Regions from separate parts of the Mus musculus genome. Here regions 1, 2, 3, 4, 5 and 6 are each linked to region 7. The links are chromatin contacts, called in public HiChIP or PLAC-seq and promoter capture Hi-C maps. All regions are on one chromosome and are shown on one strand. Each heading gives the region's core, a stretch centred on a gene start, on an enhancer-like site or on the middle of the called end of the contact. The rest is flanking DNA. Distances are from core to core; before and after follow the strand shown. Region 1 holds the start of Tmem161a (transmembrane protein 161A). Region 2 holds the start of Slc25a42 (solute carrier family 25, member 42). Region 3 holds the start of Mau2 (MAU2 sister chromatid cohesion factor). Region 4 holds the start of Tm6sf2 (transmembrane 6 superfamily member 2). Region 5 holds the start of Gatad2a (GATA zinc finger domain containing 2A). Region 6 holds the start of Kcnn1 (potassium intermediate/small conductance calcium-activated channel, subfamily N, member 1). Region 7 holds the start of Klhl26 (kelch-like 26).

Region 1 (2,976 bases), core at 473-2,972, 300 kb after region 7:
ACCTGGTCCTGACCCCTGCTTCCACCAGCAGAGCCCTGAACCCCTTTCCTGAATACTTCTGTTTGCTTTGTGAGCTCTGGATGTGCCTATGTGGGTAGATCAGGCTGGCCTCCGACCTACAGAAATCTACCTGCCTCTGGTTCACCAATGTTGGGATTAAAGGCCAGAGTCAGCACACCCAACTATTTGTCTAAAGGATGTTTCTTGCCAGGCAGGGTGTGTAATCTTGGGTTTAATCCTCACATTTGGGAAACAGGTGCAAACAGATGGCCAAGTTCGAGGCCAGCCTAGTCTATAGAATGAGTTCTAGGACAGCCAGGGCTACACAAAGAAACAATATCTGAAAAAAAAAACAAACAAAATAAAACAAAACAAAACAAACAAACAAACAAACAAACACAAGACAGAAAGAAAGAAGAAAGAAACCAAGGAAAGAAGGGAAGGCCAGAGATAGGTTGATTTCCTATAGCCCAGGCTGGTCTGGATCTCAGAACACAGCTGAAGGTGACCCTGAACTGCTGGTCCTCCTGTCCCCACTTCCTGAGTGCTAGGGTGATAGCGTGTACCCACACCCAGTTTGTGCAGTGCAGGGGTGGAGCCCCGTCCATGCTAGGTAAGCACTCTACCAAATGATAGACGCCAGCTCTCCATCCCAGGAAGAGTTCAGAGCACAGCTCCACAAATCTTTCAGAAGGAAGCTAAGTCAGGCTCCCGCCGACACAGCACTCATTTCTGTAATTATCTAATTATATACACTGTGTGCCACTAGAGCTGCCTGCCTGCATTCTGCTTTCATACCCAATTAACATGAAATACAGATCAATATAAAAATCTGTCAGCCAGGTGTACTGGTGTACAATTTTGCTTGGATTTTTTTGAGACAGGGTTTCTCTGTGTAGCCCTGGCTGTCCTAGAACTCACTCTGTAGACCAGGCGGGCTTCGAACTCACAGAGATTCACCTGCCTCTGCCTCCCAAGTGCTAAGATTAAAGGCATTTGCCATCACTGCCCATCAACACCAACAAGTAAGACCCTTTGTAAATAATTTTTAATGGGTAAATAGAAAAAAATAAAAGGACTGGGACGCTAGAGAGATAGCTCAGGGCTTAAGAGTACTGATTGCTCTTCCAGAGGTCACAGGTTCAATTCCCAGCATCCATTTGGCAGCTCACAGCCCTTTCTAACTCCACTCTCAGGGAATCCTACATGTCTTCTCTGGCCTCTAAGAACAGCACACACACACACACACACACACACACACACACACACACACACACACACACACACACACACACACACACGGTAGACAGACATACATACAAAACATTCATACTTAAATAAATAAAATAATGAAAAATAAAAAAAGATTTTAAAAGACAAACAGAAAGCCGTGAATAGTGGCACAAGTTTGACATCTCAGCACTCCAGAGCCAGGAGAATCAGAAGTCCGAGGTCCCCATAGGCTACGAATAAGTTCTAGTACAACTTGGGCTACATGGGACCCTGTCAGAAAGCAAAGATAGCTGCAATCCCAGCTCCCTCACTCCAGTCCAGAGCCCTAGCTTCACCTCCCAACGCGTCCAGCACCACTGACTACACGACACTTCCAAATAGCCCGCGCGGTTTGGGGAACCCTCTCAGCTCAGTTAGGCCGTTCTCCACCCCGGGGATCCCAGAGGGCCTGCTCACCATGTCCGCTCCCTGGGCGCACAGCGGTACGAGGCTGGAGGCGGGGAAGCGCTGAGGTATCTTGGCCAATTAGAGACAGAATGCTGTTGACGAGCATCCTGGGAAGTCAGTCATCGGGCTAAGAATGGGATGGGTGTGCGCAATGCATGCTGGGAACTGTAGTTTTAGCTGGAGCATGAGGTCGTTTCGTCTGCTGGCTTTTCCTTCTTTTTTCTTTTCTTTCTCTTTTTGCCCTTGCCGTGTGTGTGGTGTGTGTCGTGTGTGTGCCGTGTGTGTGTGTGTGCGTGTGCGTGTGACAGAGTACCTATGTAACTTCTGCTGGTCTGTCCTGAAATTCACTCTGTAGACCACGCTGGCCTCAAAGTACTGGGGATTAAAGAAAGCCTGTGCCACCACTACCCGGTTGGTTTTATTTTCTAGTATGTATCTGTATCTTGTGGGGTTTTTTGTATTTTGCACGTAGCTGCAGTCCTTGGAGTCCAGAGGAGAAGGCCAGATCCTTTGACCCTAAAGATACATGTGGTTGTTTATTGGTTGAGAAGAGGGCTTAGACTGAACTTGGGTTCCCTACAAAAGCAATACTTGCTCCTAGTCAACTAACCAACTTTCTAGCTTTCTAGTTTTGTTTTTACTTGGACGTGGGGGGGGGGGGGGGAGGAGTTCTTACTTTGTGTGTGGGAGGACATTGGATACCTTGCTAGAGTCAATTCTCTCGCTATCATGTGGACCCCAGGGGATCAAACTCAGACTTCACAGAAAAAGCCTCAACCGGCTGAACAGGCTTGCTAACCCTGTTTGGTTTTAGTAGGGTCTGAACTTCTCTATGTAGACAAGGATGACCTTGAGGTTCTGATCCTGCTGTAAAATGCTCAAGTAACAGATGTGTCTCACCATGCCCGGTCAGTGTTCTCACTCACCACGGATGGAGCTCACCATGCAAACGTAAGACCTGTGTTGTATGAGCGACCTCCCCAGCTCACTACACCATCACCCCAGTTCAGACAGTAGCCTGGATGTCTGTGTGTGTGCACGTCACTCTCTGAGCCACACCCTCCTCACTAGACAGCCCGGCATAGTGGATCGCATAGCTGTCCTCTCTCTTAGAGAGCTAAGACAGGAGCATGTTTTAAGACTAATGACAGCCTAGGCTGTGTAGCCAGACTGAAGCCACTAGTGCTTCATATTTTAAGACTGTCTCAAAAACAAAACAAAAAACAGGAAAAAAAAATAAAAACCAGGGCCGAACGTGGTGGCGCATGCTTTTAATCCCAGCACTCGGGAGGCAGA
Region 2 (3,044 bases), core at 132-2,631, 260 kb after region 7:
TTGATGTCTGGTTTTTAGGAAGAGACATCCCATGTACACAAGCTTGCTTTAATTAATTGCTTGCTTTAATTTTCTTGGCCATGATTTGGGTCGGTGGTCTTTCTCCTTGAATCTGTAGGATTAACATTTACCCATTGAGCCATCTTGCTGGCTCCTTCTGTTTCCACAAAGGGGTCAGGGAGGCAAGATTGAACCTAAGGATTGCTCTGTCCAAGGCTTGAGCAGACTGAGTAACTCAGGTCACTCCGTTCCCCACTGTCTTACTACCCTTTCTGAGGGGGTTCAGAGCTTCAATATACAAATTGAACAGCTAAAGTGCTCTGTAACCTTGGTCAAAGAGCTTGACCTCTCTGTGTTCCCTTTGACATGTGGTTGTATTTATTGTTTGGTTAATTCACCAGTTACCACAAACACAGGGATGTCATAAGATCTCGTAAAGGATAAAGCTTGGACCCAGAGACGTCACTTTCTGAAAGTCAGATCACGTCAGCAGGATTGCACTTTTGCTTCCCATGTTTTGCACATGAACTCAAGTAGCAGAGGAAGGCTGAGTGATCTGAGTTTCTGCCCTTTGTATCATCGGCAGGGGAACAGTAAAGGAGGGACGGGCTGAGAATTAACCAAGAGTGTTTCAACTGTCAAAGTCTAAATTCAGGAAAGAGTAAAGCTTCTGAGCGCCATGGGAACCTGAGGAGTCTGCGCGGAACATACTAGATCATCCAGGGCAGACAAGATAGTTATGGTCTGTACCTAGCGCGCCCACCCCTGGAAGATGCACCGCCTACAGCTTCTGCGATTGGTCCCAGGACCTGTACATCTTTAGTGTCGCAGTCAATCATCGTTGCCCTCCGGGCTACACCCTCCGATCCTCGAGCTTCGCCCTTGCCCAGCGCGCCAGCTTACTCAGAGCGCTGACCTTGCTCTTCAGCGATTGGCTAAGAGGGCTGTTTCCAGGCCCCGCCCCCTCCCTTCAGTTATTGGCCCAAAGCGTTGCTTGTTTTCTGCAGAATCCAATCCTCGCTTCTGTCTCCTTGTGCCCCGAATTCTCAGAAACCAAGAGCCGCCTTTCCTCTTAGCTCCGCCTATACCCCTTGGCAATTGGCCGGAAGCTCTGCCCATTTTCTGCGGGTTCCAATTCTTGAACGCCCCCCACCAGGCCTCTCCGCCTTGTACCCGGTGTAGAACGCTCAGAAGAACCAGGGCCGCCCCTCCATGTAGCCTCGCCCCTTCCTTTAGCGATTGGTTAAAAAGGATGCCCGTCTGTGCCATGCTTACCAATTCTTGCCGTCTCCAGCGCTGATTGGACAGGGCGTGACCAATGGCGGCAGGGCCTGGGCCCCTCCCGGCCTCGAGCTTAGGGCCCGCGCGAGGCGGGGCTGCAGCGGCTGAGGCGGCTGAGGCAGTAGCGGCAGCAGCGGCGACGCGTCCGGGCAGGTGAGCGCGACCCAAGGAGTGCAGGCGCCAAGGGGCGACGCGGGGTGGCGGGGTTCTCGCGGCCCGGGCTGGGAGGAAGCGCGGCATGGGGCCGTTTCGTTGTGACAGCAGTGTCGCGAGCGTGGAGAGGTGACAGATCCCCTCACACACCCTGTGTTTCGCGCGTCCTCGGGGTCCCCACGGCCAGGCCGAACCCTAATTTCACACCGAGCTGCCCTGAGAGTGACAACCCCTGTGAGGCCAAGGTGGCCGCTTACGCACCCAACATGCGTGCCTCGCAGACCTGATCTTCCTCAGCCCGCTGCGTGTCCTTCCTTTGGAACCCGGGTGGACGCTTCGGGTGCAAGCTTCGGGTGCCACCCGGACGCGGCTGCTACACACGTGCACCTGCGTGCCTCTCCCCGTCCCTGTCGCGCAACCATCGCTTCACTCCCAAAGCAAAGTCCACCTAACTTGTGGTTTTAAATTTTTTATTTTCGTCCCCCGTGTAGTGCGAGTGGTGGCTTGGTTTTGGAAACCGTGTTTCACTGTGTAGAGCCAGCTGGTCTGGAACTCACAGAGATCTCCCTGCCCCTGCCTCCCAAGTGCCAGGATTAAAAGTGTGGGGTACCACCTGGTCTGTTATTGCTTTAACAGGGCTTTTAAATTTATTTCTAGCATTTCATTTTATTGTATTTATTTATTGATTAGTTTTGGAGTCAAAGTCTTGCACTGTAACCCAGGTTGTCCTTGAACTTTTATAAAGAGTGCTTGAGGTCAGGTGAGATGGCTCAGCAAACTGAGTTTTTGGGAACTGCCAAAAGTTGTCCTCTGATCTCTACATGGGCTCTGTGGCACACACGTAAATACACACACACACACACACACACACACACACACCACAATATGTATATGTATATGCATATAAAATCACTTCTTGACACAGCATGATGTTATGAGTCATCTGTGCACTGAACAGGTAGAGGTAGGATCAGAAGTTCAAGGTTACCTTGGCTACACACAGTGAATTTGAGTAGCCTGGTCTGTTTAAGACCTTGTTTCACAAAAAGAAAGGAAAGAAAACTAATGAGCAAACAGTGCATAGACGGGAGTGGAGTTGGTAGAGTGCTTGTTTGAAGTTGGGGGTTCCATTCCTAGCACCAGAGAAACCAGGTGTGGGGGTACACACTTATCATCTCAGCAGGGGGATCTGGAGTTCATGTCCAGCCTGGGCTACTCAGAGGCCCTGTCTCAAAGACCAATAACAAACAAAAATCTCAGGGCTGGACAGCTTTTGAGTCATTTCTGGACTTAGAATAATCTCCTCAGCCTGATGCTCAGAGCATCCCAGTTCACCAACCAGAAGTCTGAAGCCCTCAAACGCTGCAGCAGGCTCTGCCTGGCCCCCTTGAGCCTTGTCTGTGAGCCAGCTCCTGTCAAAGGCTGCTTACTGGTGTTTCTGTCTCTTGAGTTAGTGGAGGAAGGGAGCCCCCACCATACTCCACCCCATTCCCAGGCATTTCTCCCAAGTCGTGACTGATGAATCCGGAAATGCTTAGCTGGAAGGGACAGCCCCTAGGTGGCTGCCTGAGCTTGTGTCTCCAGGCTTTGGAGGGTGTGGAGGCAGGCTG
Region 3 (3,154 bases), core at 138-2,637, 430 kb after region 7:
TTTACATGAGTACTGAAGATGGGGAGCCAGGTCCTCACTCTTGGGCAACAAGCATTTTAACTACCACCATCTCGTCAGCCCTTAAATTCTAAATGTTGAAAGCAAAACTGACTCCCTAGACACTACCAGAGTTGACACCCCTAATTATTTCCATTTCATTCATAACAATCTCCAAGGAGACAATCCTAGTCCACTCTGAGGCCTATCCAGCCTCTGTGGTGAAACCTCTGCCTTCCTATAGACAGCATCTACTCATATGGAACATCTTGTACTCAAGAAAGACTTTTCATGGAGCCAGAGAGATGGCTCAGAGGTTAAGAGTGCTTGTCACTCTTCCAGAGAATCCAAGCAAACATCCAGGTGGCCTACTATAACTCCAGCTCCAGGTACTCACACACAAAGACATAAAGACAAATGGATTTTTAAAAACTGTTAAGCCTTCCCTGACCTTCAATATATTAGCAGCATCCAACCTCACGTCACGAGAACTAGTTCTTTGCAAAATTTGCTTCCAGGTGCACTGACACGCAAGCTTAGCACAGCGTTTGGCACCCAGCAAGTGTGGAAGCATATGGTGAATGGGCAAATGCATTTCATCCTAGGGGCACAGGGAGAGCTAAACCCGTAACCGTGGGAAACCGCCCTGGCTGACCCAGTGCAGTTCGGAAACGCACATTTCCCACAAGGCAGGACCCAAGCCAAAGGGGACCGGAGGGGCAGGAGGGATGTCCCAGGCTGTCCGCTGTGGATGCCACCGGCCCGAGAGCAGTTTATTGGGAAAGCCCATGCGGTTCCCACCCGGCGCCCAGGCCTTTGAGGGAGACCAGGAGCGCTCCTCAGCCACGGGCGGGGGTTGGGGGGCGAACCCGAGTCTGGGGTCTCGGCAGACCAGAGAAGGGCACACGCAACGTTACTGTAAGTTTCCCTGGGGCTGAGGCGAGAAGTCCGCGTGTCAGGTCCGTGACAGAAAGTAGGGTGAACAGGAGACGTGCAGTCGCGAGAACCCAGGCGGGCGGCGAAGGGAAGTCGGGGGATGTTACCTGCAACATCCCGGTTGTCCATCTTGAGACTCATCCAATCCCACAATGCTCCGGCGCCACCTGAGAAGAGGGAGGCTCTGTTATAGTGCGCTTGGTCTGATGGTAAATGTAGTCCTTCTCCGACAATCTCGTCCAACCCCCTTCTAGGACACCGGGCGTCTTCTCCACAGAAACGCCGGCGTCAGTTCACGAACGTGTATTACTCTCAGTTACGATGATGCAGAGGTATCATCCTCTCCTCAGAGTCTTCCTCAGTCGGAGCCACTTCGAACACACACCATAAGACCCAGAAGTCCTTGCGTAGCAGTTCTCGCGAGAATTGCGGGTCGCCAGGCCCCGCCCCTCAAGGTGCTTCCGCCTCTCTGTGGAGGCGGCTTGTTGTTGTGCGGGCCAAGATGGCGGCACAGGCGGCGGCTGCGGCGCAGGCGGCGGCTGCAGCTCAGGCTGCCGCCGCACAGGCCGCACAGGCCGAGGCAGCCGAGTCGTGGTATCTGGCTCTCCTGGGTTTCGCCGAGCACTTCCGAACATCTAGCCCGCCCAAGATCCGCTTGTGCGTTCATTGCCTGCAGGCCGTGTTCCCCTTCAAGCCGCCTCAGCGGATCGAGGCCCGGACGCACCTGCAGCTCGGCTCGGTGCTTTACCACCACACGAAGAACAGCGAGCAGGCGCGCAGCCACCTGGAGAAGGCGGTGAGTGTGCGGGCCAGGCGGGCGGGCCGCGGGTACCGGGGACTCGATCCTCTCCGCCTCGTCGGGCTTGGGACTTCCGAAGGCCTCGCCCTCACCTGCGGTGACAGACGCGGCTCCGCCACGCCCTCTCACCCGGGAACCGGGAAAGTTGTCCCTCTTCAGCTACTTGGTGCTTGCATCGGGGACCCTCCTAGTCGGGTGGCCGCGGGAACAGGACCCAGAGCGTCAGCCTAGAAGCACCTACCTAAGGAAGAGATGCGAGCTCCCTGACGTGTGAAAGCGAGGTCGCAGGAAATCTGAAAGTCCAGGACTTCTGACAGTCAGGTGTCTAGGTCTGGAGTCCCAGATCCTTGTGGCATGGATATTGGGGAAGGTGAGGCCTTCAGCCTCTTGTTGAACGTTGTTGCCTTGTGAGGACCTGAAGTGCAGAAAGTAGCTTCTAGAGTCACTTGCACCTCGGGGGTCTGGAGGTCAGTCTCACTGTTGGTGGCTTCTTCTCCCACCACGAAATGGTCCATCTTTGAAAGAGTCCCCACTCCGCCTCCAACTTGATTTGTGACGTCTTGGTGCTTCACAGAATTTCAAGAGGTAGCTGTCATTCAGCTTCTCAGTAAGACTTGTTTCTTCTCATGGCAACTGTGTCTCTTCCACACCTCCGCCTCTTTTTTGCCATTTTCCTATCTTTGTTTCCTTGACTATTCAGATGTTTAATGTTCTGACCTGCAGACAGTCTAGTAAATTGCCTTCAGGAGGGGATCAAAATTCTTGTTTCCCACACTGTGCATAGTTAGAGCTTCTAATCCTCACTGAACCAATAAACTTCCTTATTTCAAGAGTGAAACCGTATAGGCTTAGCTAAGTAAAGTGATTTAGCAAAGACCACACTGTGTGAAGTTTGGGTTTTTTGTTTGTTTTTGTGTTGGGGGGGGTTGTCGTGGTCTTACACGATGTAGCAAAGAATTGGTCTCAATTCCCAGCTGTCATCCTTCCTGGCCACCCAAGTACTGAGATTACAGGCATAGTTGCACATACCTGTGATGTACATGTTCAAGGGAGAGGCAAGAGGCTAGCCTCGGCTACACAGGAAGAATATCTCAAAGAAAGCAGGTCTGCTTAGATGACTTTGTGGGTAAAGGCTTTTGCAGCACAAGCCTGATAACTTGAGTTTGAGTGGAAGGTGAACACTCTCAAAAATTGCCTTCTGATCTCCAAATTTGCCTGCACTCATACATATCATACACAACAAATAATACCATTAATTTTAAAAAATTATAATCAAAAAGAGCTGGGTAGGGTGGCAGATGCCTTTAATCCTGGCACTCAGAAGACAGGCACATGGATCTCTGTGAGTGTTGCCAAAGAGTCAGGGCTACATAGAAGACCTTGTCTCAACAGAACCAACCAGGGATGGGACTGGAGAGATGG
Region 4 (3,428 bases), core at 526-3,025, 400 kb after region 7:
GTCCCAAGTCTGGAGCTGGACAAAGTGCCATTGTCATTCCAGCATTCAGAACTCAGATAGAGGCAGGAAGATTAGGAGTTAGGGTCAGCTCAGGCTACATGAGTCCTGGGAAGGGCATAGGGGAGAAAGACATAATTACTTCTCTCTGGAGTTCCACCTCTGAAAGACACCCTTTGAGGTTCTCCAGTCTAATGGTATTCCAGGCCCTCCGAGTTCCACAGTTAATGGGAACCACTCAAAGACTAACAGAGGTCCTTGGGTTGGTCTTTAGCCTTTGCCCAGAGAACCCTGCTCCTCAGCACCTCCCAATGACTCACCAGCATAGAGAGGGTCGTAGGTGATCTCCCCATGAGATAGGCTATAGACTGCCAGGAAGAGCAGACCCAGTATCAGAGCACTCGTCAGCACCACAAACAGGGGCCTGGGGGAAAATCGAGTGCTTGGGTGAGACCTCCTGGAGGAATTATTCAGAAAGTGTCAGCAAAGGAGAATGAGACCTGACTTCTCCATCAGTGGTTTCTTGGTTAGGTTTTCTACTTGGCAAACTCCTACTCATACTTCAAGGCTTATCCATATTGCTCCCACTGGAAGCCCTCTCTGATTTCCCTATCTCTGTGTTTCATCATTAGCTAATACTCATTCCTTTGGATTTGCCAGGTCACTCATTGAGCCTCACCCTTCATGTGGTTGGACTCTGATGGGAGGGAATCTAGTATTTTCTTGAGGCTCCCAGTTTCTCTCAACTAAAGTCCAAATGTCTCCAACTGCACTTCCCTATTCTTGCTCAGTTACACCGAAGTTATACAGTCTGATAAGACAGTTCAGCTAGCTGCATAGATAACACAAGCCAGGTCTCTGGGCTTCCCTTAACACAGCTGGACAAACAAACCAAAACCCAGAGAGGGGAATCCACCTGTCTGGTGCCACACAGCCAGTTTTTGTTCAATTCTCCTAAACTACCCAGGCCCACATTTCATAAACTCCATCCTGGTTTTACTTAACCAAAATGCCAACACTAATCTTGACACTGCACAGAACTTGTGATCCTCACCCATGACGATAGTGAAACCCAGATAGATAAAGAGACCTGGGCTCCCAAAGGGCACTTGGCTCACTCAGACTCTCAGGAGACAGGTACCAGGGAGTCAGACCTATGGCTAAGGCCCTCTCTATCCCACTGTTTGAGTTAACTGAGCTTTGGAGTGAGGGGATTGCTGGACCTCCGGGGTCTATCTGAAGATAGAAGTCAGGGACAGGGTGCTCATTGCTTGTAGGGGGAGTTAACTCTAGGCCTGAGACAGAGACGATGGTACAGGGCATGCGTACCAGGGAAGTTGGGTGAGTTGGGCTTTATCTAGGAAAATACTTTGACCCTGGGTGACTTTGGAACTGGCACAGCATACATCCCTGGAATACTCGTAAATGCCACAACCCACTATGGCTCCACATCACCTTTCCCCAGAAACTTACAACTTCATCTTCCTGACAGCGCGGCTGGAGAGGGATTTCTGCTTGCAATGGCGTTCCCCCGGCCCAGCTCCCATCCTATGGGATTTTGCTACCCCTCATCCTCCCTCCAGCCCCATGGTCCTCATGGACGAAAACGCACTGTGAGAACGCCGAAACTTGATTGAGTAGGTAGGACACTGGCAGGGCGCAGAATGACATTGCCACAGTCCTGCCGGCTAGGGGCGGGATGTCCATGGCAGCGGCACCCCGACCCCGGCGAGGCCTCCAGGACGCTTGGCTCCGTGACCGCAGCGCGTCAGAGCTCTGAGTTGCCAGGAACCTGCCTGCCCCCCCCCCCCCCCCCGCGCGCAAAGGTCGCCCCGCGCAGGAGCTGGTCACCACCCTTTCCTGTGTTGAGGTTCTTGGCCAGTATGCGGAGGGGGTGGGTGGGGAGTGCCGCCCTACTATCAGGAGACTCCGCCCATAAGCTCCCTTTCTCAGTCCTTTTATCCATTGCACAGCGTCCTTTCCCAGTTTTCAGCCGTCCCACATCTGCAGCCATGCCCCCTTACCTCTACCCAGCTTATAACTCCGCCCCCATACCCTAGTCACCTGTGGGGCTGAACTGTAGAGACTTCCCTTTACCGAGTCCACAATAGTCCCTTACCTAAGACCCATTCACCTCTCCTAGCCCTACTCACAGGCATTAGCTCAAGAGTGCAGCCACGCTCTACATGGCCCCGCCCCCAGGCCCTACACTCACAACTTGTACACACTGCAGTCCAGCCCCTGGCCACACTCCCACTACTCAGCTCTGCCAACTCTAGGACCTTTTGTGTCATGCCCAACCAGATCTTGGGAGAGGGAAACATTGGGGAGATGGAAGACCAGAGGAGCAAGACTGGAGTACTCAGATTTATCATTCTTATTCTCTTGAGGACTTTGACTAGCTGGAGAGGTCTGGGGAGGATCCAGGGCAGCACAAATGGGATGAAGCTGCAAAGATTGACCATCACGGGCTCCAGCTGGGCTCTTGCAGCTATGCAGTGAGCAATACATGAGACAGCCCAGGCCTCTGCCTCTAGACAGGCCCTACCCATACTCCAGCTGTGCCCAGTCCACACCAGCCCATGCACATATCATGAAGTGTTTGGAAGCCTCTTTTTCCTCTGCCTGGGGTAAAGTCTGAATCAACTGGCTGGTCTCCAGTTACTGTGAACTCAATGAGCCTCAGTGGGACTGGAGGAGGGACAAAAGAGGTTTCTGGCAACAGCAGGAACTGGAATGCTGGACAGGTGAGCATTGGGACTTTAATACACAGCACAACACTTGTGACCACAGGATAGAGATGGATGCCAGAACATTTCATAGTCCAAGGATGGCCGATCTGAATGTAGACTTTGTGTTTCCAGAATATTCAGTAGTAGGGCCGTCTGGGGTTGTTCTGTGGAAGCCCAAAAAGATCAAAGGAGTGTTAGTGGAAAACTATAGGTCCTCCCTCCACAACGTTGCAGGCAGCAGAGCTGACATCCTGTGAGGGCTACAGCAGGGGTTTTGTCATCTCTCTCAAACTAACAGGCAGTCAGGGAGGCACGCACCAGCGGGTTGGGCCGGAATCGGTAGGCCAGCATCATCCTCTTGCGGAAGGCCTCGTACTCATCATCCTCCTTGGAGAGTTCAGCTGGCCGGTCGATGCCAAAGCCAGCTCCATCTATTGTGGTGGCACCCCTGTGGAAGGAAAACCAGCAGTCATGAGTAGGAACCAGGATGAGACAGACAGGAAGGGCTTCTGGGGTACTGGGGTGGGGACTGGTGGCAGGGTTGGCAGGTCCTAGATTCACTCAGACATGGGGTCAGAGGCCAGCTTCACGGTCAAGCAGTGTGGGTAGCAAGGCTTTACATACTAGTTAAACCAGAACTAGTTGTCACTAGCTGGAACCTTAGGACTTGTCCATCTGTGTGCTCCCGCAAGCCCTGTG
Region 5 (3,327 bases), core at 650-3,149, 500 kb after region 7:
TGTTTAAGCTGAAACATTTGCATTTCTTTGCCGCAATCGGTATTTTGTATCTTTTTGATGTTGAAGAGTGCTTCTCTTAAGGTTCTGCAAGATGTTGCTTTAAACTTGGAAGGTTTAGGTATGGGTAGGGGTCAGTGACAAAGTTGCCAACTGTAAAACTCCACAGAAATTCAGAAGGACTTAGGGAAGGCAGTGCTGAGGATGAGGATTTTTGTAATTTTTCAAATTTGGGGTGAGACCCACTTATAGATTAGAAGTACTTTTGATGTTTTTCCCAACACAACAGAAGCCATCAGATTACATTACAGTTGTGCAGTAACACATTTCAGTTATGTGTGTTACAAAAAAGGTACTTCAGCAGTTTTCAGGAGTCCTGGTGTCTGTCTCATCACTATTTCAAAGCTGGAATAGGAACATGGCAGGAGTCTGTTTCAGTGATTCTGATATTAACAACTGCTTTGTGACACTAGACTTTCTTTTTTCTTTTTCATTTTTTCCTCTCAAGACAGAGTTTCTCTGTAGTCTTAGCCATAGTACAGACTGGCCACGAACTCATCCACCTACCTTGAGGCTTCATTTTCTTTATTTCATTTCCTTTTCTTTCTTTTTCTTTTTTTAAAGATTTATTTATTATATGTGAGTACACTGTAGCTGTCTTTAGACATACCAGAAGAGGGCATCTCATTACAGATAGTTGTGAGCCACCATGTGATTGCTGGGATTTGAACTCAGGACCTCCAGAAGAGCAGTTGGTGCTCTTAACCACTGAGCCATCTCTCCAACCCTTATATATATATATATTAAAAGAAACTGATGTGTCATGAGTGTTTTGCCTGCATGTGCATCTGTGTACCACATGTGTACTTGTTGCCTGAGGAGGAGAGCCTCCATGTGGGTGCTGGGAATAGAACCCAGGTCTTCCACAACAAGAAGTGCCCTTAACCACTGAGCTAACTCTTTAGCCCTGGGCTTTGTCTTCATAAGATTTCTTTATGACGTGTTTCTGTATGATGAGGACAGAAGGCATAAATACCCTAGAACCGGAGTTATGGTAGGTTGTAAGCCACCATGTGGGTGCTTGGGTCTTCTGCAAGAGCAGCCAGTACCTTTAATTGCTGAGCCATGACTCCAGATGTGTTTTTTAAATTAACATATTTTATTTATGAGCGTGTGTTTGTGTCTGAGGACAACTTGTGCGGATGGAACTCAGGTCATTATGTTTGGTGGCAAGCCTCTTTAAACCACTGAGCCATGTCGCTGTCCTGGAATAGGTTTTCTATGAACTTTGTACTTTTCCCTGTTGAAATTGTAAATTGGCTTCAGATGCTTCATAATCTCCCCAAACTTGCTTCCTTTCTGGCTATTATTGTCTCCTTGGTGTTACCAGAGAGGGTTGGGCGCAGGTTTGTTTTCTTGGGGATTCCTTCTTCTCCAGAGGCACAGGCTAGATGTGGATTACTGGAAGGAGACAGCCGTCCACCTCGTTCTCTGCAGGTGGATTGGCTTGGTGGGTAGGTTGAACTGTCTGCGGTCCGGGGGAGAGGGGTGACCGCTCAGCCGATCGCACCTTCTCACTGGAGGTCAACACCGAAGTTCCTGAGAGGAAGCTTTGCGAGGCCCCGGGCGCGTCTCAGAGTTACAAGAGGTGGCCGTGCAGGGCTCGGGCGAGGTCAGCGTGAGTCAGCCCTGGGCGCGGCCGAGCTCTGTGCACTAAGCTGGCCATGGCTGAGGGGCGCTTAGCAGCCCAAGTGGGAAACCCAGTCGCTTAGCGCAGCGTCGCCAGTCTTTGGGGCTGGGAGGGCGGTGCTTCCGGGTAGGCCCGCCCAGCCTCGCCTCCAGGGAACCACGCCCACATAAGACCACGCCCACAGGGAGCCCCTCCCTTCCCGACCCCGCCCATCCGGGTGCGGGCGGGTGGCGTCGCCTTTAAGAGCTCCCCGGTGTTTTGGGGGCCGCGGGCCGGGCGCGCTGACCTGGTGCGCATGTCCCGGGCGGTGACGCCGGCGCCGGGCTCCATGTGTGCGGCCGAGGGGCGCATTATCTGGCCGGCGGCGCGGGCGGGCGGAGCGGCGGAGCGAGCGCCGCGGGCCCGGGCGGCCCCTCAGGCGCAGCGAGCACGCGCGGCCGGCGCCCCCCGCCCCCAGCCCTGTGGACACGCGCGCTGCCCCTGGGCCCGGTCGGCGCGCGGCCGGGTAAGTTCCTAGCAAACTTGGCAAGGCGGGGCGGGGGCGCGGGAAAGTGGGAGCGCGGTCGTATTCGGTTTGCTGCGCTGCGGTTCGCTTCGCCTGCGCCGCTGGAAAGTTCCCCACCGCCCTCGCACGTGGGGCTGGGGTCCCTGGTCCCCGGAGCCGGGAAGTGGCCGAGTCGCCTCACTCCCTCCTGAGCTTTTCAGGCTGGGAGGCCGCCCCAAGGGGGGCGGCGGGCACACAGCACGTGGACGAGTGGCGTGGGGTGAGAGTCCACGGGAGGGTCGGGGGTCCGAGCCCGGCGGCGGCGTTAAATTCGGCGGCGACGGCGGCGGCGGAGGCGGCGGAGGATCCCGTGTCAGAATAAGAGTCCCTGCGCGCCCACGCCTGCAGGGCCGGTCCCCCCCCCCCCCCACCGTCCTGCTTGGGCTCGCGCCCTTCCTGCTTGACCCTGGGGAGCCATGGGACCCTTCCCCCTCTCTTGGTTCCTGTTTTCCTCATGGCCCTCCACTTTAAATTTGCCTCCGGGTGTACGATGTGGCTCCAATAATTTCTTTTTTCTTCCACCTGGAACGGGTTGGCATCAGTGACTAGACAGCAGCAGCTGGCCTTTTAAAGGGATTAATGCCAAGAATCGGAATTGATCACTTCAACAAGGAAAGGCTTCTGGGCAGGCCTCAGCCGCAGCCGGACTGCGCTCTCCGGAACCCTGAAATGAATGGGGACCCCTCATTAAGACCTGTATGGCAGAATGTTTTGTTTTTCCTTCCCGCCCCTGCAGTTTTAGCAGAGGCTGCAAGTTCTACCTACCTGACTCACTTCAGGTAGTTCACTCTTATCTTGTGGCTTTGGATTCTTTAGGACAAAGTCCTGGTGAGTCTCCTGAGCCTTACATTTTCTTGACAGCATTAACTTCTTTTTATCTTCTTGGAGTATGCAGCACTCCCACGTCCCTGTTAATGTGTGTGTCCATTCACAAAGCGATAGATACCTGTTGTGGATGTAATCTGTATACTGAGCCTGAGTCTCCCTCTTGTTCTTCTCATCCTACCATTCGGTGGTTACGGTGGTTACAACTTTTCTTTAAAGCAACATTACACCACAGCACTGTGAATACCCTCCAGTCCTTAGCTTATACCTG
Region 6 (3,295 bases), core at 713-3,212, 380 kb before region 7:
TCAGCACCCCCCCCCCCGTCTTTACAGGCCTAAAAGGGTTCCCTGGTGTCCTTCACCCACGGCCCAGAGACGGTGGCTCAGCCCTCAGGCCCTAAGGAAGGGCCTCATGTTCAGCAGTCTCCAAAGGACAATTTTTGCAAAGCTGTTTCCTGTCACAGGAGTGTAACTGTGTCCTAAGTGTATCCGTGGCTCCTCTGCCCCTTCCCGCCCACCATGGCCCCTGGAGCCCATGCCTAGGATGAAGGTGTGGCCAGTTTGCACTCAAGCCCAGAACCACCCTGCCCATTACCACCACCAGCTTCATCTATCTCCAGGGCTGAGGTGCCCAGAGGCCTCCAGGCCACCCCAACTGGTTGCTAGGATACCTCCTCCTCCAGGGGCTCCTTAAAGGCAGGGTGGGCCCCAAGAGGGAAGGGGTAAGTCTTAGAGGCAGTGACTGCTGAGCCTGTGAACTCCTTGATTGTGGTCACAGGCACCATGGGGGTGCATGTTGAGACAGGCGCCTGGAGGAGAGCTAGATGGACAGTGAGCACCCCAATTTTGATGACAAACGGGGGCATGCCCCCAATCCCTGGGGGCTGTGAGAGGCTGAGGTGTGTCTCAGGAGACTGAGTGCTTTGCCAGTGTTTATGACGCCCTGGCTTCTGTTGTTAGCACGGAACAAATGGGGCTTGGTGGCCCAGGCCTATCCTGTCAGGTAGGACCTGAGAGGTAGAGGCAAGATGGCCAGTTCCAGGCCATCCTCAGCTCTATAGTAAGTCTGAGCCTCACAGATATGAAACCCTTTCTAAAACAAAAAGCAAAACAATTCCTGGGTAGGGGGTAGGCAGGGAAGGCCCACAGCCACAGGCTGAGGTGGCCACATGCAGAAGGTTTAGGGGCTGGAGGCAGAACCTGGTGCTCTTGGCCTGTCCCTCTGTGGTGTCTCCTGGAACCTGCTTACATCTATCACCCCAGGCTGGTTCCATCTGGCTCCACCTATGTGGATAGTGCAGATGTGGTCCCCAACACCTGGACTGTCACTCTGTTGGTGGCTCTGCTGGGGCTCAGTGCTGTCACTGCTCCCAGGCCACTTGCTGGCCACACATCTGCCCCTCAGTCCTTCCTGAGGCCCTCTAAACTGCAAAGACATTGGGCCAGGAAGAAGCAGGAGCTGGGTGGCTGGGGTGGGGGTGGGGAGGGGATTAGGGAGGGGATACACACACTCATCGCTCGGCTGCAGGCAAACCTCAGCTCCCCAGCTTGTCAGTAATCACGTGACTGAAGGGGCGGAGACTAGACTCCTTGGTCTCTGGGATGTCTTAGAAGACACCTGAAACTCCAGCACCTTAGGAAGTAGGCTGAGAGGAGGATTTCAGTGAGTAAATTCAAGATCAGCTTTGGCTACAGAGCTATCAAAACAAACAAACAAAACCCAAGACCACAAAAAATGTTGCATGAGCTGGAAAGGGGGGCCCAAAACTGTCCCAGCGCTCAGGAGGTGAAGGGAGAAGGAACAGAACTTCAAGGCCACTCAAGGCTAACCTGGACTCCCTGGTAAGTTCTAGCGCAGCCTGTACTTCACAGTGAGTTTGACGCCAGACTAGGTTATGTGAGACCTTGATTCAAAACAAAAACTTTCATGAGTGAGCTCTGTAAGTTTGGCTTGAATGATGGGGGCAGAGCAGGTTCGGGGGTCTCCCCAGCCCTGATGATTGCAGCTGCCTGGAGCTCTTTCTGCCCGCAAGGCTAATAGGGTTTAAGATCGGGGTCCCTGAGGTGAGCGGGCTTGTCTGTCCCCAGAGATGAGGTCCAGGTGTGCAGGATCACCTGCAATAGCCAGCTGCCTGTGCACAGATGCCCATCACCGGGGTTCTTATTCTTGCCCAGTGCCCAGGAGGGAGCTTTAAGCATGGGCGGAGCCTGCGGGGTCATGGGGGTGGGGCCTGGTGCACTCAGCCAATCCAAGGCGCCGCTCATACGGGGCGGCGCTGCTCCCCCTCCCTGGCCGGTCTCGGCGGGGACGCGCTGGCACGAGGGTCCAGGTCCCCGCCCGCAGGTATTGGCGAGAGGAAGCGGGGGTGAGGGGGCTGGGGGGGCAGTAATAGCGGGTCCCTGGGCTATGCGACTAGGGACGACGCTGGGGATGGTGTTGCCACGCGGTCAGGGGTCAGGGACACAGAAGAGAGGGTGCGCGTGTCCCCCGGTGAGGGAAGATTGCGAGTGGGAGACGCTGAGTCCATAAAGTCCATGCACAAGGATGGATGTGATACGGCCAGTGACATGAGCACTCTTCGGCCACCCTAAACTGAGGTCAAGGTGCTCAGTGACAGCACCTGGGCTGCCAGACTGGCCTTGTAAGCTCCCTGGTAGCCGGTGTGCAAAGGGCAAGCAGAGCCGGGCACCCTGAGGAGTCAGTGAGCCTGGTGAGAAGAGCTCTGGCACCCTTCCTCAACTCCATTTCCCCACCAGCTGCTGGGGAGGCCACCTGACACAGGTCTAGTGTCTTGGGAGTTTCTGTCATGAGCCGTTATCACTGTGGTTCCTACAAGAGTTGTGGGAGGTGGGTGCCTCCTTGAGACTCACAGCAAGGGACACCTATTGATCCGATTTTATTTTATTTTGAGACAGGTTCTCAGGTAGCCCTAGTTGGCCTCAAAGGCCAGGCTAGCCTTGCTGTTTAGCACCTCTTGATAGGTATGTATCACCAGTCCTAGCATGGCGACTTACACCTGCCATCCCAGCACCTGGGGTTTGCCACAGTGCCAACCTGCACTATAGATTGAGAGCCTGTCTCTAAAGTAAATAAATAAAATTACAGAAGACAAGAGAAAACGGACTGAGCTGGTACCCCAGGCTCCATGACAGAAAGCAGCTCTGTCCTCAGCTCACAGCCACTCGGGCAGAGCCAGCCTGGTTCCCTGTCAAGGTCCTGCCCTCAGCCACCGCCAGGCTGTGTCCCTTAGTCTGTGTCTGACTCGGTGCTGGCAGAGGATCCAGGGGCCACCCAACCTCCCTCAGCTTTGCTCTTCTTTTTAAAACCAGAAGAGGTATCCCCCTTGTGCCTGGGGCAACAGACAGTCCTTTTAACTGGAGGCTCAAAACACAGCCAGCCCAGGACTGGTCACTGAGCCCTGCCTGCTCTGCATCTGTCCTGTGCCAGCCAGCCTGCCCAGGAAGAGGCTGTCTCAGGGAACAACATGGCAGCACCTAGGCTTGGCATATGTGTCAGACAGCTGAGTCACAGCCCCATATTGCCTCTTCACCTGTGTGTCTTGCAGGCACCCAGGCCACCTTGTCACCTGCTGTTGGTAGC
Region 7 (3,127 bases), core at 537-3,036:
TCCGAGTGAGTGCTGGGGCTGCAGGCATTGGGGTGCCATGTTTGGTGGCTAGTCTTTGATTTTACCTAAAGGAGTTGTACTTTCTAGCTGACTAGCTGGATGCATTTCAACCTACTATAAGCTGAGACTCTGGTGTGGGAGGTTGTAGGCAGCCAAGCCCCTCAAGCATTGCTGCCATTTATCCTCTGAGCCTTAAGCAAGGAGGAGTGATGGAAGGGAGAGAGGAAGAAAGAACAGAAGACAGAAAATAATAAAAAAGGAAAGACAGCCAGGCATGGTGATATATATGCCTGTCATTCCAGGACTCAGAAGGGTGATGACACAGGAGGGTTCACAGTTGCAGGCCAGCCTAGGAGACACAGTCTTAACAAAAGGAAGACCTTAACAAAAGGAAAGCCTTGCACAGACATGGGCCTTTGAACCATTGCTGAGGGTTGCAAGTCTATAGCGTGCTTGAGGTAGAGGGTGTGGAGGCTGGCTTGTGTCTCTGTGGGCAGGGATTTCGGGAATGGGAGCTAGAGTATGAGGGCAGATACAGAAGGGATGGGGATTTGAGAGTGGCATTGGGCCCTGAGGTAGGAGGTTCTGAGCTTACTATATGCTGAAAACGCTGAAGCAAAGGGTTGGAAGTCAGAGGGTTGGGTTGGGTTCAGGCTGGGAAAGGGATATGGCTCGGGGCAGGATGCTAGTGAAGAGGGTCTGTGCACTCAGGGACTTTTGTTCCCTCACTCATCAGAACATGCCATCTGAGCCATCCCGCTTCTGCCAAAGATAAGCCACGCCCACATCTGTGCGCCGCCTAGCCCACACCTTGTTTGCCCCGCCCTTCATGGCACGACCTTCACAACTTAGGTTCCACATCTCCTACCAAGGCTCTTCCCCAACCCTCCCATTCTTGCAGTCCAGACCCGCCCCCTCATTATGATGAGCCCCGCCCAAGTCCCGATCCTTCTCCCAGCCCTGGCCCCGCCCAGGCACCTCCCGAACGTGGATTCGGCCCTCTTCCCATCCCAGGCATATGTTCCCAGCAGTTCTGCTCTTAATTAAAAGACCCTCCCAACCTACCCTTTGCCTCACCCCTCCGCTAACCACGCCCCTCTCGGGCTAGACACTTCCCATCATCATCCTGGGCTCCTTCCCTCCTCTAGGGGCGGCTCCAGTCTTCCTCCACTTTTCTTCTGGTCCAGCATATATCTAACACCAAGAATGACCCTCAGGCCGCCTTCCCCTTCCTGGTTATGTTGGGAAGTAACATGGTTCCATTTCCCGCATAGGCCTTCCAGCCACTCTCTCCACAGCCAAGACTCGCCCCTCTCCAAACTCAGGCCCTACCATACCTTGGAGCCAACCTTTTCTCCCACAGAACTTTTCTTCCACAGGTCTCTTCCCTCCTTTACATAGGCCCCGCCCCTCTTTAGGTCATGTCCTGCTTGAATCACCTTTCTCAGACCCCTCCCTTCTGAGGGCCATGACGTCTTCAACCCTTACCCCCACTTCAGGTACTATCTTCCTTAGGTCCGCTCTTAGGCCATGCTTATAATTCTTATTGCACGCCTCCAGGGTTTTAAGCGCCACTTCTCTTCAAGGCTCCGCCCCAATCCCCGCCTACCTCTTTGGCCCCTGGTCTTTCAGGCTCCTCCCCCTCACTTTCTTTGGCCTTACTCGATGTTCTTCTCCGACCTGCTCTCCTCAGGCCCCGCCCCTGATCCCAAGCTCCGCCCACCACTCGAGTCCCTCCCTCCTTCTCAGCGGCTCCGCCCGCTGCCCCGGGCCCCGATCTCCCGATCAGCGCGCCGCCCCATCGCTCGGGCGCGCGGCGGAAGATGGCGGAGTCCGGTGGCAGCAGCGGCTCTAGTCAGAGCCCCGAGCGCCCGAGCAGGTGAGTCCTACGCCTCTGTTGGCATGCACCACTTGGCTCGGGCGGGGCCGACCCGGGGCCGCCGGGGGCGTGGACGTTCCGAGTCCCTGTCGTTAAGGTCCTGAGCTATGGCGTAGGCCTGAGGGCAGGCTGAGGCCCGGCTTCCTGGGAGCTGCGAGCCCGGGGCTGAAGGGGTTCGGGGAAGGTGACGTGGGAAGCTCCACAAGGACCCTGGGGCCCGGGAGGGAGCCGAGGCGTTCGTGAAGGGAGCACTGAGACCACCTGGTTACCTCCACAGGTCCTGATGGCAGGGAACAAGAGGCCTAGGCATGTCTGGAGGGGAACACTGAGGCCAGTCACCTAGGAGCCTGGACATGTCTGAGGAAGACACTGAGGCCAGTCACCTAGGGGCCTGGACATGTCTGGGGAGACACTGAGGCCAGTCACCTAGGGGCCTGGACATGTCTGGGAGACACTGAGGCCACTGGGAGACCTCAACAGGTTCTATTTGTCAGAAAATTGTCTAGGGGCTTGATAGGTGAACAAGGGACTTGGGCATGCCGTGAGGGGACACTGAGGCAACCTTGGGGGCCCCAGCAGATCCATCATGATGGCCAGGGAGTCTCAGGGACTGTGAGAGGTCGGGATGTATTTGTGGAGTTTGAGCACTGTGAGAGAAGATACTCAAGAGTATAGGGTCTTTCTTTAAGACCCCCTTCCTTCCACCCTTCATAGGGTTTAAATACCCCTCCCCTCACTCTAAACGTTTGAATTGGAGGTCTTGCCCTCAGATATTGGGTCCACGTTCACCCCTTTTAGTTAAATGAGGTCACCCTTTTTCCTGGTCAACTCTGAAGGTGGGTTCCTTGAACTTGGGAATTTGCATAAAGATGGCAAGTATTTTTAAATATTTGTTTTATTTTGGTTTTTCAAGACAAGGAATCTTATAGCTGGTCTCACAGATGCCATATAGCTGAGGATAACATCAAACTGCTGGTTATCTTTCCTCAACCCGAATGATCAAGATGACAGGCATGCATCTCTATTCCTGTGGTGCATGCTAGGTGAGGACTCTACTACTGGGTCATATGCCTGCCCTCTACCCATCCTATTTTTAAGATAGTGACTGATTTGTATAGCATAGGCCAACCTTGAACTCAAAAACTTTCTGTTGCAATACATTTTTGTGAATTGATCTGGAGTCTCAGGGGAAGAGCACCTACCGGTCTTAGGGAACTCTCTTAGGGAGCACTCACACCCTCCATTTTC

What was found. Promoter capture Hi-C pulls out the DNA fragments that hold promoters and counts their contacts. HiChIP or PLAC-seq counts read pairs in DNA pulled down with a chosen protein or histone mark. Capture Hi-C pulls out chosen DNA fragments and counts their contacts.
Region 1: a contact with region 7 is called in a promoter capture Hi-C map of pancreatic islet. The contact joins the promoter of Tmem161a here to the promoter of Klhl26 in region 7. A contact is called at or near these places in 2 of 39 promoter capture datasets (cranial neural crest and liver), 1 of 484 Hi-C or Micro-C datasets (embryonic stem cells) and 3 of 9 other capture datasets (adipose tissue, liver and pancreatic islet).
Region 2: an H3K4me3 HiChIP or PLAC-seq map of embryonic stem cells shows a contact between it and region 7, with 15 read pairs. The contact joins the promoter of Slc25a42 here to the promoter of Klhl26 in region 7. A contact is called at or near these places in 8 of 39 promoter capture datasets (the C10 cell line, the HPC-7 cell line, cranial neural crest and 5 more), 4 of 484 Hi-C or Micro-C datasets (Th1 cells and embryonic stem cells), 2 of 115 datasets of contacts at active chromatin or transcription factors (both in embryonic stem cells) and 3 of 9 other capture datasets (adipose tissue, liver and pancreatic islet).
Region 3: a promoter capture Hi-C map of adipose tissue shows a contact between it and region 7. The contact joins the promoter of Mau2 here to the promoter of Klhl26 in region 7. A contact is called at or near these places in 6 of 39 promoter capture datasets (the C10 cell line, cranial neural crest, embryonic stem cells and 2 more), 2 of 484 Hi-C or Micro-C datasets (B cells and CD4 T cells) and 1 of 9 other capture datasets (adipose tissue).
Region 4: a contact with region 7 is called in a promoter capture Hi-C map of liver. The contact joins the promoter of Tm6sf2 here to the promoter of Klhl26 in region 7. A contact is called at or near these places in 8 of 39 promoter capture datasets (the C10 cell line, cranial neural crest, embryonic stem cells and 4 more).
Region 5: a promoter capture Hi-C map of adipose tissue shows a contact between it and region 7. The contact joins the promoter of Gatad2a here to the promoter of Klhl26 in region 7. A contact is called at or near these places in 5 of 39 promoter capture datasets (cranial neural crest, frontonasal cranial neural crest, liver and 2 more), 1 of 484 Hi-C or Micro-C datasets (embryonic stem cells), 1 of 115 datasets of contacts at active chromatin or transcription factors (astrocytes) and 1 of 9 other capture datasets (adipose tissue).
Region 6: a promoter capture Hi-C map of neural stem cells shows a contact between it and region 7. The contact joins the promoter of Kcnn1 here to the promoter of Klhl26 in region 7. A contact is called at or near these places in 2 of 39 promoter capture datasets (embryonic stem cells and neural stem cells).

What each region holds. Positions count from the first base shown.
Region 1 is chr8:70,171,154-70,174,129 of GRCm38.p6, reverse strand. Tmem161a (transmembrane protein 161A) reads right to left here and starts at 1,722. Exons shown (of 12, transcript NM_145597.4): 1 at 1,690-1,722. The coding sequence starts at 1,692.
Region 2 is chr8:70,210,618-70,213,661 of GRCm38.p6, reverse strand. It overlaps Slc25a42 (solute carrier family 25, member 42), which reads left to right and starts at 1,381. Exons shown (of 8, transcript NM_001007570.2): 1 at 1,381-1,434.
Region 3 is chr8:70,040,967-70,044,120 of GRCm38.p6, reverse strand. Mau2 (MAU2 sister chromatid cohesion factor) reads left to right here and starts at 1,387. Exons shown (of 19, transcript NM_001376946.1): 1 at 1,387-1,729. The coding sequence starts at 1,436. It overlaps Sugp1 (SURP and G patch domain containing 1), which reads right to left and starts at 1,334. Exons shown (of 14, transcript NM_027481.3): 1 at 1,041-1,334. The coding sequence starts at 1,074.
Region 4 is chr8:70,071,271-70,074,698 of GRCm38.p6, reverse strand. Tm6sf2 (transmembrane 6 superfamily member 2) reads right to left here and starts at 1,775. Exons shown (of 10, transcript NM_001293795.1): 1 at 1,610-1,775; 2 at 318-421. The coding sequence starts at 1,704. Sugp1 (SURP and G patch domain containing 1) reads right to left here. Exons shown (of 14, transcript NM_027481.3): 13 at 3,048-3,177; 14 at 2,352-2,893. The coding sequence ends at 2,867.
Region 5 is chr8:69,972,955-69,976,281 of GRCm38.p6, reverse strand. It overlaps Gatad2a (GATA zinc finger domain containing 2A), which reads left to right and starts at 1,899. Exons shown (of 13, transcript NM_001113346.1): 1 at 1,899-2,192.
Region 6 is chr8:70,855,675-70,858,969 of GRCm38.p6, reverse strand. Kcnn1 (potassium intermediate/small conductance calcium-activated channel, subfamily N, member 1) reads left to right here and starts at 1,962. Exons shown (of 10, transcript NM_032397.3): 1 at 1,962-2,038.
Region 7 is chr8:70,475,602-70,478,728 of GRCm38.p6, reverse strand. Klhl26 (kelch-like 26) reads left to right here and starts at 1,786. Exons shown (of 3, transcript NM_178771.3): 1 at 1,786-1,879. The coding sequence starts at 1,824.